Linked DNA regions of Cricetulus griseus: region 2 is linked to region 1. The links are chromatin contacts, called in public Micro-C maps. All regions are on one chromosome and are shown on one strand. The core of a region is the stretch at or near the end of the contact, and the rest is flanking DNA. Distances in the headings are between cores, read along the strand shown.

Region 1 (5,685 bases), core at 1,322-3,821:
ATGTTGTCTGTAAATATATTCTCCAAATCTGCACTTCATCTTTCCCATAGTTCCTTCATGGGTCAGACATTAAGTTTGATGAAATCCAGTTTATCAACTAATTTTCTTCATATGTATGGCCCTCTGGTATTATCTAGGAAAATTTTCCCTATCTTACAACCACATGAATTTCCCCTAAGTTGTCTTTGTGAACTTGTATGATTCGTAAATTTTACATTTAGCTCTAGAGTTCATTTTTTGAGTTAATTTGAACATAGGGTATGAGGCCTGGCTCAAAATTCATGTTTCTATATACAGGTATCCTATTGATCTAGAACTGTATGTGGGTCATATTTGGTGGTGGTGGTGGGGATGGAACCCACTGCTTCATGCATGCTAAGCTCCTACATTCTAAACTGTTTTGTTTGTTTGTTTGTTTGTTTGATTGATTTTTGGTTTTTCAAGACAGGGTTTCTCTGTGTAGCTTTGGAGCCTATCCTGGCACTCACTCTGGAGACCAAGTTGGCCTCGAACTCACAGAGATTCGCCTGCCTCTGCCTCCCGAGTGCTGGGATTAAAGGCGTGCGCCACCAACACCTGGTCATTCTAAACTGTTTAAGTAAAAGACTTTCTTGTAACCCAAGCACTTGGGAGGCAGAGGCAAAAGAATCAAGATGAGTTCGAGGTACTTCCATGTATCTAGGGAATCTAAGGCCAGCTTGGGTGCATGAGACTCTGTTCCAAAAAGAAAAACAAACGGATTTTGAATTATCCACTTAATTGTCTTTGTGCTTTGTCAAAAAACAGTTGGCCATGTATGTGTAGGTCTTTCTGGACTCTGTTCCATCGATATGGTGATTCATCACTAAATGATGACATGTCCTTAAAATGCAATGTTAGCCACTGTGTGAGCATCATGGAGTATACTTACATAAACTAAAATGTGATGTCATAAGTCAAGAAAACCTTACACAAGCCTGTTCCTGAAATATCATTAGTGTATGCTTATTAAATAATTTTGTATTAATACCACCCTGTCTTGATTTTTGTAGCTTTATTAGTCTTGAAATTAGCTCCACTTTGTTATATTAAACATTTTTTTTTGTTTATTCTGGGCCCTTCACATCCACCTCATGAAATTTAGATTTTGTTAATTTTGACTAAAACAAAAACCTGCTAAGATTTTTATTAGGATTGCATCAAATGAACTGGGGGAGACTGGTATCTTAATGTTGAGTCTTCTGGTCCATGGACATGATACAGGCAATATATATTTAGGCCTCCATTTCTCTTAGAAATATATTGTGATTTTCAGCGTATAGGTCTGGTGCATTCGATTAGATTTAGTTCTAAACATTTGTTAGTTTTGGTACTATTCCAAGGGATGCAGATTTTCACTTCAATGACCAATTGTTGTTTCTAGCATGTAGACATAGCTGGCCCTTATATCCAGAAACTTCACTAATAAATTCACCTCATAAAACAGCAGCTATACCATAGTTTATCCATTCGTCTACTGAATGCCATTCTGGTTGCTTCCAAGTTTTACTGATGAACAAAGCTGTCATAAACACTCTTGCACTGCACTGGCAACACCTGGGCGACCGTTCAAAATACAGTTTTACAACCACCTCACGAGTCAGCTCTTCATTTCTTCCAAGTTCAAGAAGTTTATACACGATCTTTCTCCAAACGTAATGCACACAAGAATCATTTGCAGGCACTTGTTGATCTCCATCTCAACATTTTAATTTAGTAGGTCTGTAGCGAGAACTAGGGATCTGTATTTTAACAAGACTCTCCGGTTATTCCTCGGCTTCTGACCTCACGGGCCACGCTGACAACGCGCTAAAGTTATTTCTCGCCTAGCAATGGTCAATTATTTCTACCAGTGTCTACCAGGTTTTATACTGGAAAGGGGGCGGCGCGGCGATGACAACAGCTCTGGTGCATGTTAGTGTTGAAATTAGATTGTAATAATGAGAATTCCATGCGGTAGAAAAATTAAATAAAGCCAAAGAGAGAGAGGGCCTTCAATTGATCCATAATTCAGTGGAGGCGAGAGAAATATCCACGCAGATAGTTGGGAGTGTATTTCCTCTCCTTCAAAAATTTGCCAGTTGTATCGATGAGCCCGAGTCCCTTCGACAGTAAAAAGGATGGTAATCTGCCAGAGGAAAAGGAACCTGTCTGTCAACTTTCTGAATTTTCCGTCCCCAGTGTCTATGTCCAGAAGCTTTGGATGAGTCGAGTTCCAGAAGGCCGGCCTCCGGGGGTTCGTTCCTGCCAGCTAAGACTTGCCCGGAAGCCGACGCCACCTGGCCAGAAGGATGTACCCGAGGAGACGCGCCCGCGCCACCCTGCCTGGGTTACTCCCTCTCCTCGCCCAGCCGTCCAGACCGATGCCGTCATCGATAATTCATTAAGACACGCCTTTCCATTGGCTAGAGCCTCCACTCCTCGCTGGCAGACGCCCAATGAGGAAGGACCCGAGAGCGCTTCTGAATAATGAGCGCCGGTCCGTGACGCAGCGGCTGGTGATTGGTCGTCGCGGCAGGGGGCGGGCCCGGGGACGGGCGGCGGCGGCGGCGGCGGCGGCGGCCAGAGCTACGCGGGCGCTGAGATAGAGCGACGCAGGGTCTGACTGGAGCGCAGCGGGCTGCTAGTTGGCGGGCGGCAGCATGTTCAGCTGGATGGGACGGCAGGCGGGCGGGCGCGAACGCTCGGGCGGCATGGACGCGGTGCAGACGGTGACGGGCGGCCTGCGCTCGCTCTACCAGCGCAAGGTGCTGCCGCTGGAGGAGGCGTACCGCTTCCACGAGTTCCACTCGCCTGCGCTGGAGGACGCCGACTTCGAAAACAAGCCCATGATCCTGCTGGTGGGCCAGTACAGCACGGGCAAGACCACCTTCATCAGGTAACTCGCCGCGCAGGCTCGCTGCCCCTCCGCCTGGGCACCGTCTGCCCTCAGTTACACTCAGAGCTCAGTGGCCCCGTCGCCTCTCGCGACCCCGACGGGCTCTCGTCGCGCGAGGCTCCCCTGAGCCCGGGGCTGCGAGCCCCTTGCTTGCTGTTTCCTTGATCCTGTCACCCTGGCCTGGGAACACAGGACAGGGAGGGAGGGCGAGGCTCTAGAGAGCCTCATCAGTGCAGCCTAGGGTTGGAAGTGAGAATGAAGGTGTGCGGGTCCTAGTTGGAGAGGTAAGCTTCCAGCACAGTGACAATGAATGAATAAATGCCACGGTGGAGGTATGCCATGCCTTTACCTGCCACTCTTCGCCACAGCGGCTGCTTTCATTCAGCTTTATGGTCTATAGGAAGTTAGCCTACAGTGTAGTCGCCTCTCCAGCCTGTGGAACGAAGGGGAGTGTCAGGTTACTATTTGTTAGTTTCCATTTCTTCACCCTTGACAAACTGAAATATTTGTCACGCTCGCTCTGACTCCTGAAGCAGTAACCGTGCTTGCCCTGCGGTTCCAATCACACAGCTTCCTCTGAAGTGACTCGATGAGAAATAATTTACAATGGAACAGACTGCTTTTTAAATAAGGCATCTTATTTCTAAAGCAACCAGCTTATTAAAACTCCTTTTCAATGGGCGATGGTGGTGAATGTCTTTAATCCCAGCACTCAGGAGACAGAGGCAAGAGGATTTCCGAATTCAAGGCCTGCCTGGTCTACAGAATGAGTTCCAGGACAGCCAGGGCTACACAGGGATTCTCAACAGAGCAAAACAAAACAACTTCCTTTCTTTGGGAAGATTTGGTTTTTTAATTTGTTTTGTTTGTGTTTTTGGTTTTGGTTGTTGTTGTTGTTTGGTTTGGGGGGGGTGGTTTTTTGTTTTTTTGTTAAAGCCCCTGTCAGTCAAAGCAAACTGACTAAACATTTAGATTTGGATCTGGAGTTTTGAGAATTGGAACATTCTTTTCATCATTTGATGTTCAACAGGTGTTCAGAAAACTACATCTGTCTTTGGGGTAATGCCATTTCTGTTAAGTATGACCTCTTTTTCTTCAGTTCCAATAAATAGAGTAGTTGTTGCTATAAGAATATGTTAAACCTGGGCCTATAGATACACCGTGAATGACTTCAGCAAATGAAATACACTGTATTTTGAAATATGAAAGAAGAGTGGGGAAAATAATGTTGAAATTGTTTCATTTGATGCTTTTTAATAAGCTGAAAATAGTGTTGAATATGTTACCTCAGATAATATATATATATATATATATATATATATATATCAGTAGCTGGCTCCTTGAAAGATGGCAAATATCAGTCTGTGATAGTGCTTGCCTGTAATCCCAGCATTTGGGAAGCTGAGTCTTCATGTGCCTTCCAGGCCAGCCTGGGCTACATAAAACATTCTAGGATAACACAACAAAAGATCCTGTCTCCAAAACAAAACAGCAATAAGAACAACAGCAAAACTTAAGAAACAAAAACAAAACAGATGGCAAACAGATGGTACATTTAAGATCTTAGAAGCAGTAGTTGTGAATTATTGGGATAGTAAAGTATTACAAGAGTGGGGAGAGAACTTTTTAAGCTTAAAGCAAATAAGAGTATAACATCGTTAAAATGTTCTGGTGGCAGTTTCATAGCAGCCCCACATCTCCTCCCATGTATCTTTGCCATGGCTTCACTGTATCTGTGCATAATTAGGGAGCCTTTCCTAGATGCTATACCAACCTAGGCTAAAGACAGTGTGCTCCTCTGTTCATATTCTGGCTAATAAGCAGGCCTGAGGTAGGAGAGTACAACTCAGTTCAAAGGGATGTGTGTCAATCCTCTTTCCCCGCCTCAAATTATTTTCTTATTCTTCTCTGCTTCATTGATTAGGAGAAGCTTTGTGGAATAGTGTTAAGACCAGTTCTGAGATTTGGCTCATGGCTATACCTCCCAATTAAGTATTTTTTAGTAGCTGGACTCAGTAGGAGCTATACAGCCCAAAGGTAAGGGAGGAATAACCTTAACTGGAAGCTTGAGCCATTAGACCAAGGGCCCAAAGTGCCCAGGGGGTTAGAAGATCACTGTGGACAGGAAGCTGGATGAAGCTACACTTGTGGCATCTGAAATGGATTTTAGAGTAGAGTAGGAGGAAGTGATTGGTCTCTGGGAGGAAAGCCCCAAACAGAGGGCAGCTATCCTGGAGACCTGGGCACTTGGGGTAGTAAACAGGAGAGGGCCGTGAGATCTGGCTTTCCTGGCCTCTCCTTTAGGTAGGTCCTGGCTAGGGACCTGGGTGTTTTGCTTCTGGCAGTGAGCATGCTCACTTATACTTGGAGAAGGGGCCAGTCTATAAAGTCACAGGTTCTTTTCCTTCTCACTAACACAGGACCTGCAATATCACAGAGGGAAACGTTCCTCTTCAGTGTAAGTCACTTAACATAGACTTTACTATGCATCTCACACCTTTAGTTAAACTCTGTTTTTCTCTCTTGTTTTGGAGAAACTAGGAGTCCTGTTGTATGTGATGGACCAGGACATTCATCAGAACTGAGGCAACTGAGTGTGTCCTTTGTTTTGATGGAAAGTTCTCCTAGGTGGGATGCCTGAAGAGCCTGGGGTGTCAAGAAAATATGCTCACTCTTTTTGGGTGATCACCAGAAGAGGCCAAGTGCCAGAAAGAGGGAAAATTGAAAGAGTGAGGTTAAATGAAAAGAACAGATTGGTAGAATCTCCTGTAGATCATAGCATTGAAAGC
Region 2 (5,685 bases), core at 1,875-4,374, 64 kb after region 1:
CACCCAGCTTGTTAGCACCCCATCTTGCTCTTCTCACTGCATCTCCTGCCGTTCTTCACAAGGCCCAACTCAGATGTCACTTCTTTGCCCTGTCATTCCATATCCTGTGTCTGTCACATTCAGCGCCCCCCCCCCCGTTGTCTTTCTATGCCCTCCCCCTTACCAGCCTTTGATGTGGGTTCTTCTCCGTGCTCACCACCACTGCATGGTCTCGGCATATCTGGTCTCTCTGGCCCTTCCTCAGGTCCGGCTCTCAGTTTACCTGGTTCAGACCAGCTCCTCAGAGCTCGGGTGGTACATTCCAGTTCCCCTTAGGCTGCCTGGCTCCTGGATCCTCACCTTCTCTTGCGGTTGAAAACCAGAGTTCTGCATGGGAATGGGTCTCATTAATCTCTTCTCTCAAGTAGTGTGGTGTGTGCTCACCTGACATGTTCCCCTCAGGTACATGCCTACATCATCAGCTACCTGAAGAAGGAAATGCCAAATGTATTTGGAAAAGAAAATAAGAAGCGAGAACTTATCTTCAGGCTTCCAGAAATCTATGTTCAGCTGCAGCGAGAATACCAGATTTCCGCGGGGGACTTCCCTGAGGTCAAGGCCATGCAGGTACTGGAAGTCCCATTACAGTGTCACGAGGAGGTTGGGGTACTACAATTCCTTGCCTCAATCCCTAGCTGGTCACAGGGAATATAAGAAAGTCTCACAGTTTAATAAAGGAGAATGCAATGAAGCCATCTTCTTAATGGTGACCCATGATGATGGCCTCCTATGACTAAAGCAAACATTGTTTGCCTTCCAGAATATCTTTTTAAAGGTGAGACAATTAGCCAAAGGGCAGTGAAACTCACATGAGAAAGAGATACAGCTTGGCCTCATAGACATCCTCAGAGTTGTCTTTGAGATTGAGGTGACCCCTGGTTTTCACAATCCCAGAACCTGAAGGGAATTAGAGCTGGGCTTGTCTTTGAAGATCACTTTGGATAGCTCCTGCAGCCATACAGTGAGGGAGTATCCTTGGACAGGCTCGATGCTAAGCACTGAGCTGGGGCTCTGGACACAGCACTACTTTTCTGTGTTCAGCAAGAGTTCTGCTGAAAGGCTGGTAGTGGTGGCCTCCAACCTGATTTTAGAATCTCCCATTAGCCCCCATTAGCTCTGGGCAGTTCCAGGCAAGCCATAATGGGTCTGCATTCAGCTGCTATGGCCTGTCCAGTATCCAGTGTCCACTGCCCCACAGTGATGGAGTGTCCTTCTGAACAAGGTCATGATCTTCTTGTCTAGTGTAGCACACATCTACACAGGGCTCAGTCCTCTCTATTAAGCAGATGACATGAGCTCAGGGACCTACAGCTACCAGCTATATAGCTAGATGAAGAGGTGGCCATGTCATCTCTGCCTGCTTGTCATATCTAGTGGGTCCCTGAGTATATCTCCAAGATCTACAAGGAGAATGATTCTGCAGTTGCAGAGTAGGAGCTTGTTGGGGTCCTGTGAGTCACCCACCTATGTGGGGATGTCGTTGTCACTGTCCTGTGGGAATATGAACCCTCGTGGGCATAAGGAGCTGAAGTCTAGAGTTGTATGTAAATCACCTTTCAAATTTGGTCTCGAATTTTCAAAAACTGGATAGACTAAACATGGGTTTTTCCTGAGACCAACCATTATATCATTCACTCCAAGCCACACAAGCCACAGAGAATGGCTCAAGTGAGAGTATGGCTAAGGTTGGGTCTCAGAGAGAAGAGGAGGAGGAAGGGAGTGGACAAAGTAGAGGTGAGGCCAGCTTTAATAAATGAAACACTGACATGCTGGTGCAGAGCAGGGGAAGTGGCGTTAGACTCATTGTTCTGGTGGCAGCTCTTTATGCCTAGGGTTAAGGTGGGTGCTTCTGGTATGATCTGGTCATAGGATCTAGCCAAGTTTTTTGTTTCTTTGTTTAATTTATTCTGTCATATAGCACATCCTGACAACGGCTTCCCTTCCCTCCCCTCCTCCCAACACCCACCACCCCCATCTGCTGCTCTTCCATTTCCCTTCAGAAAAGAGCGGGCCTCCCAGAGATATCAACCAAATATAGCATAACAAGATGCAATAAGACTAGGTACAAACCCTCATATCAGGGGGGATAAGGCAACCAGTAGGAGGAAACTTGAGGACTTGTGGTTAGTTGTCTCCCAGAGACTACTGGGTTTTTTGTTTTGGTTTGGTTTGGTTTGGTTTGGTTTGGTTTGGTTTTCGTTTTTCAGGACAGGGTTTCTCTGTGTTGCCTTGGCTATCCTGGAACTCTTTCTCTCTGTAGACCAGGCTGTCCTTGAACTCACAGAGATCCACCTGACTCTGCCTCCTGAGTTCTGAGATTAAAGGTGTGCGCCACCACTGCCCAGCTGAGACTTTTTCTTTTATACTTAGGTTATGCCCTGTATCCCATGGCTCAACTACAAGACAGCTATTTCCTTGTACCTTTCATAAGGGAACTTAGTATGTTGGCTTAAGTGAAAACCATGAATAAATACCCACCATATGCTATGGCACCACATATATGCAATCTTTGGCTGTTGTTACATTGCCCACACCACATGGTAACTCTCTGAAACTCTGAAGCTCTGCTGAGCCCCTCTGGGCTCTCATGTGGCCTGTAGGTGAGCTCCCATAACAGAGCAGACTCCAGAATGATAGCTGTCTGTGAAAACTCATCTGGGCCAGAGCATAGCCAGGCCTCTCAGAGCTGGGGCAAGGAATAATCCTGGGGAAGGAGTCAGGGAAATCAGAGTCTCAGGTGCAGCCCATTCAACAGGAGTTGGGGTAAGTGGAAGCCTATACTGAGAGTCCCTATGGTCAGTACCCACATTGAGTATCTTCAGTGAGCCCAAGTGCCTTGGGACAGAACAAGGAGCCCCAACCTGAGAGATGTCATGTTCATGTGTGCTCATTTAGTCATTCATCCAGGAAAATGTTAATTACTGTGCCCAATCATTGTCCTAGTCCCTGGAATACATCAATGGGCAGACATTTAAGATAAGAGGAAGAATAATTTAGTCTTTGCCCTGGTGACACACCCTTGCTGCAACATGAATGCTGTGGGTTTCAGTGTAATTAGTGACTTCATGTCTGTGATTCATTGTGTCTTCATAAGACTGTAACTCCAGAGTCCAGTACCCATGCCATGTTCACTCTGCTTCCCCTTCATCTAGAACAGTGGTTCTCAACTGTAGTTTTGCTACTGTTATGAATTGTAATGTAAACATCTGATGTGTGGGATATCTGATATGCAGCCCCCAGAGGGATTGCAACCCACAGGTTGAGAATTGCTGATCTAGAATGCTGAGCATGTACCTTTCCCTGAGGCTGTTGAGGATTTGCCATCCTCAGCAACAGGCATTCAGTTAACACCAGCTATGTGTGGGTCAGAGGCAGAGGCTATGGCTGGGAAATAACAGTCACAAACTGGGCATATTGAGGGTCATGAGGAGGGTTCACCACAGCAGGCTTTGGTCTATGTTCTCCCTCTCAAGAATTCCCTGGTCAGGAGATTCTCACATCTATCACAGTGAGCCAAGTGCGTGTTTTTGTGTCTGTCCTGTGTCTTGTCCCAAGGGACGCTGGCCTATTGTGCAAAGACTGCCCTGCAGCTTGAGAATGCTAGAAACACTATACTGTTAACTGCTTACTCTTGAAGAATTTGACCCCCGTGTGGCTGAGTTACCATGTTTTAACAGCAGAGGGCAGCAGAGCCATCCCCATCTGCTTGTCCCTACCACACGTTTGAAAACTGCTCTGGTGAACTTTGTTAGTAACTGGACAAGGATAACCCATCCTGAGACTGGGCTGAGAACTGACTCCAGCCCCACGATCCTGGGCCCAGTGGTACAGTTGTTGATCTCATTAAATCTCGACTGCATGGCTATCCAATAAAAAAAAAAGATTGCTGTTTTAGACTTGCTCTTCAGGAGGAAAATAGCTTGTCCCCCACATGGACCAGAGTTTATTTCCTATGTGCTTTCTGGGCAGACATAGCCTCTGCTGTCTAGTAGTTCCTGCAAAATTGTAGCCGCTGGCCCTTTGTTTCTTCATATAACTGTCATCAGAATCTCTGTACTCTGCAGGCTGGTAGACAGTTTGAGCAGACACAAGGACCCAGTGTGCTCAGACTCATTTCCCAGGGATGGGGTAGGTGTTCCTGCACCCAAGGGAATTCAGACCTCTTACCCAGTAGCATTGGAATTTTTATGTAGGAGGGCCTATAACCTTCCTCCTCAACTGGCCCCTTTTGTCCTCTCAGCTGACTACGACACTGTCAGCAGAAGTCCTGAGTGTTAGTAGCACTGTATGGTGCAGAGGATGGAGAAGATGCCCTTGTAGCTCTAATCAACCAGTGAGGATGTGGGACCCAGAAGCCAGAACTCATTTTAGAAGCCAGACTGCCTGACTTAAGTGCTCAACCAGGTGCAGACTGCCAGGTTTCAGCATAGCAGGTTAGATGGCACAATGCTGCCTGTCTGCAAGTGTGTTGGGCCACATCTGAAGACATGATAGGCAGTCATCTTTTGGCTCTGACCCCTCTGCAGTCTGAGTGCTGGGGCTCCTCTTCCAAATAAGAACAGAGAATCCTGCCCTGCCACACACCCTGAAAATCACAATTATTGTTTTCTGTTAGACACTGCTTCCATTGCTATCTACAAAATGACTTTGCTAGGTTAGGTTAGCCATGTGTGGTAGCATACATCAGTAATCCCAACACTCAAAAGGTAGAGGCAGTAGGGCCTAGAGCCATGGAATTCTTTTTTTTTTTAATTTAGATTATATGTATGCATGTGTATCTATGTGGGTGTGAGTGCAGTTATCCACAGATGTTAAAAAAGGATATTGGATCCCAGAAGGCTGGAACTACAGGTGGTTGTGAGCCACACAACTTGGGTGCTGGAAACTGAACTTGGGATGTTCTGCTATCTAGTCATCACCCTGAATTCCATTTGTTTGTTTGTTTGTTTCTTGCCTTTTGAGACAAAGTCTCACTGTCTAGCCCTATTGGCCTAGAACTCACAGAGGCACATACACCTGCCTCTACTTCCAGAGGGCTGGGATAAAAGGTGTTCACCACTGTGCCTGCATCCACACTCCCACCATGCATGAGCTCACCTTGAATTCTTGACCCTCCTGCCTCCACTTCCCAGGTTCTGGCCTTAGAGGCACATGGTATTCCTGGCTTAAATCTTTATTTTCAATTTCTATTTTTTTCCACATGTTTTACAATGAAAGAATGTATTGATCCATGCCTATATATCCCCCCTTAAAGTCTGTCTCACTGCTTTTTCCAGAATAGCCAAGATTGGCTTCTTTCTGGGATCTCTCTGTCTATCTCCAGGAAACTACATAAATGAATAGCCTGTCTATCTCCACACCCTCTCATCCAGAATTGCCCATACATAAATACCCACATATAAAACTGCACTGAGGGCTGGGAATATAGAGCTTTGTGATTGATCATTTGCCTAATGTGTAATGGGCCCCAAGTTTAATTTCCAGCAACACACACAGACAAAAAATAAAACAAAAACCAACAACTGTGCCATTGAGTAGAGAAATGATAGATGGCTCTGCAGTAAGACTTCTGCTGTGCATACATAAGAACAAGTGTTTGGATCCTAGCAGCCATGTAAAAGTGGGGCATGGTTCCACACATGCCTG

The links. A called contact is a pair of places that touch in the nucleus more often than the background predicts.
Region 2: a contact with region 1 is called in a Micro-C map of the CHO-K1 cell line, with 2.2 times the contacts expected there. The contact joins the enhancer-like site here to the promoter of Ehd4 in region 1. A contact is called at or near these places in 2 of 8 Hi-C or Micro-C datasets (both in the CHO-K1 cell line).

What each region holds. Positions count from the first base shown.
Region 1 is chr6:58,330,456-58,336,140 of CriGri-PICRH-1.0, forward strand. Ehd4 (EH domain-containing protein 4) reads left to right here and starts at 2,572. Exons shown (of 6, transcript XM_027422135.2): 1 at 2,572-2,896. The coding sequence starts at 2,661.
Region 2 is chr6:58,394,072-58,399,756 of CriGri-PICRH-1.0, forward strand. It overlaps Ehd4 (EH domain-containing protein 4), which reads left to right. Exons shown (of 6, transcript XM_027422135.2): 5 at 442-606. Among named protein-coding and RNA genes, the nearest start is that of Sptbn5, 11 kb to the right of the region's middle. Within about 2 kb of position 3,125, at least 1 of the 6 cell types and tissues checked has open chromatin away from gene starts, as enhancers often do. A contact at or near this core is called in the CHO-K1 cell line, where this site is marked.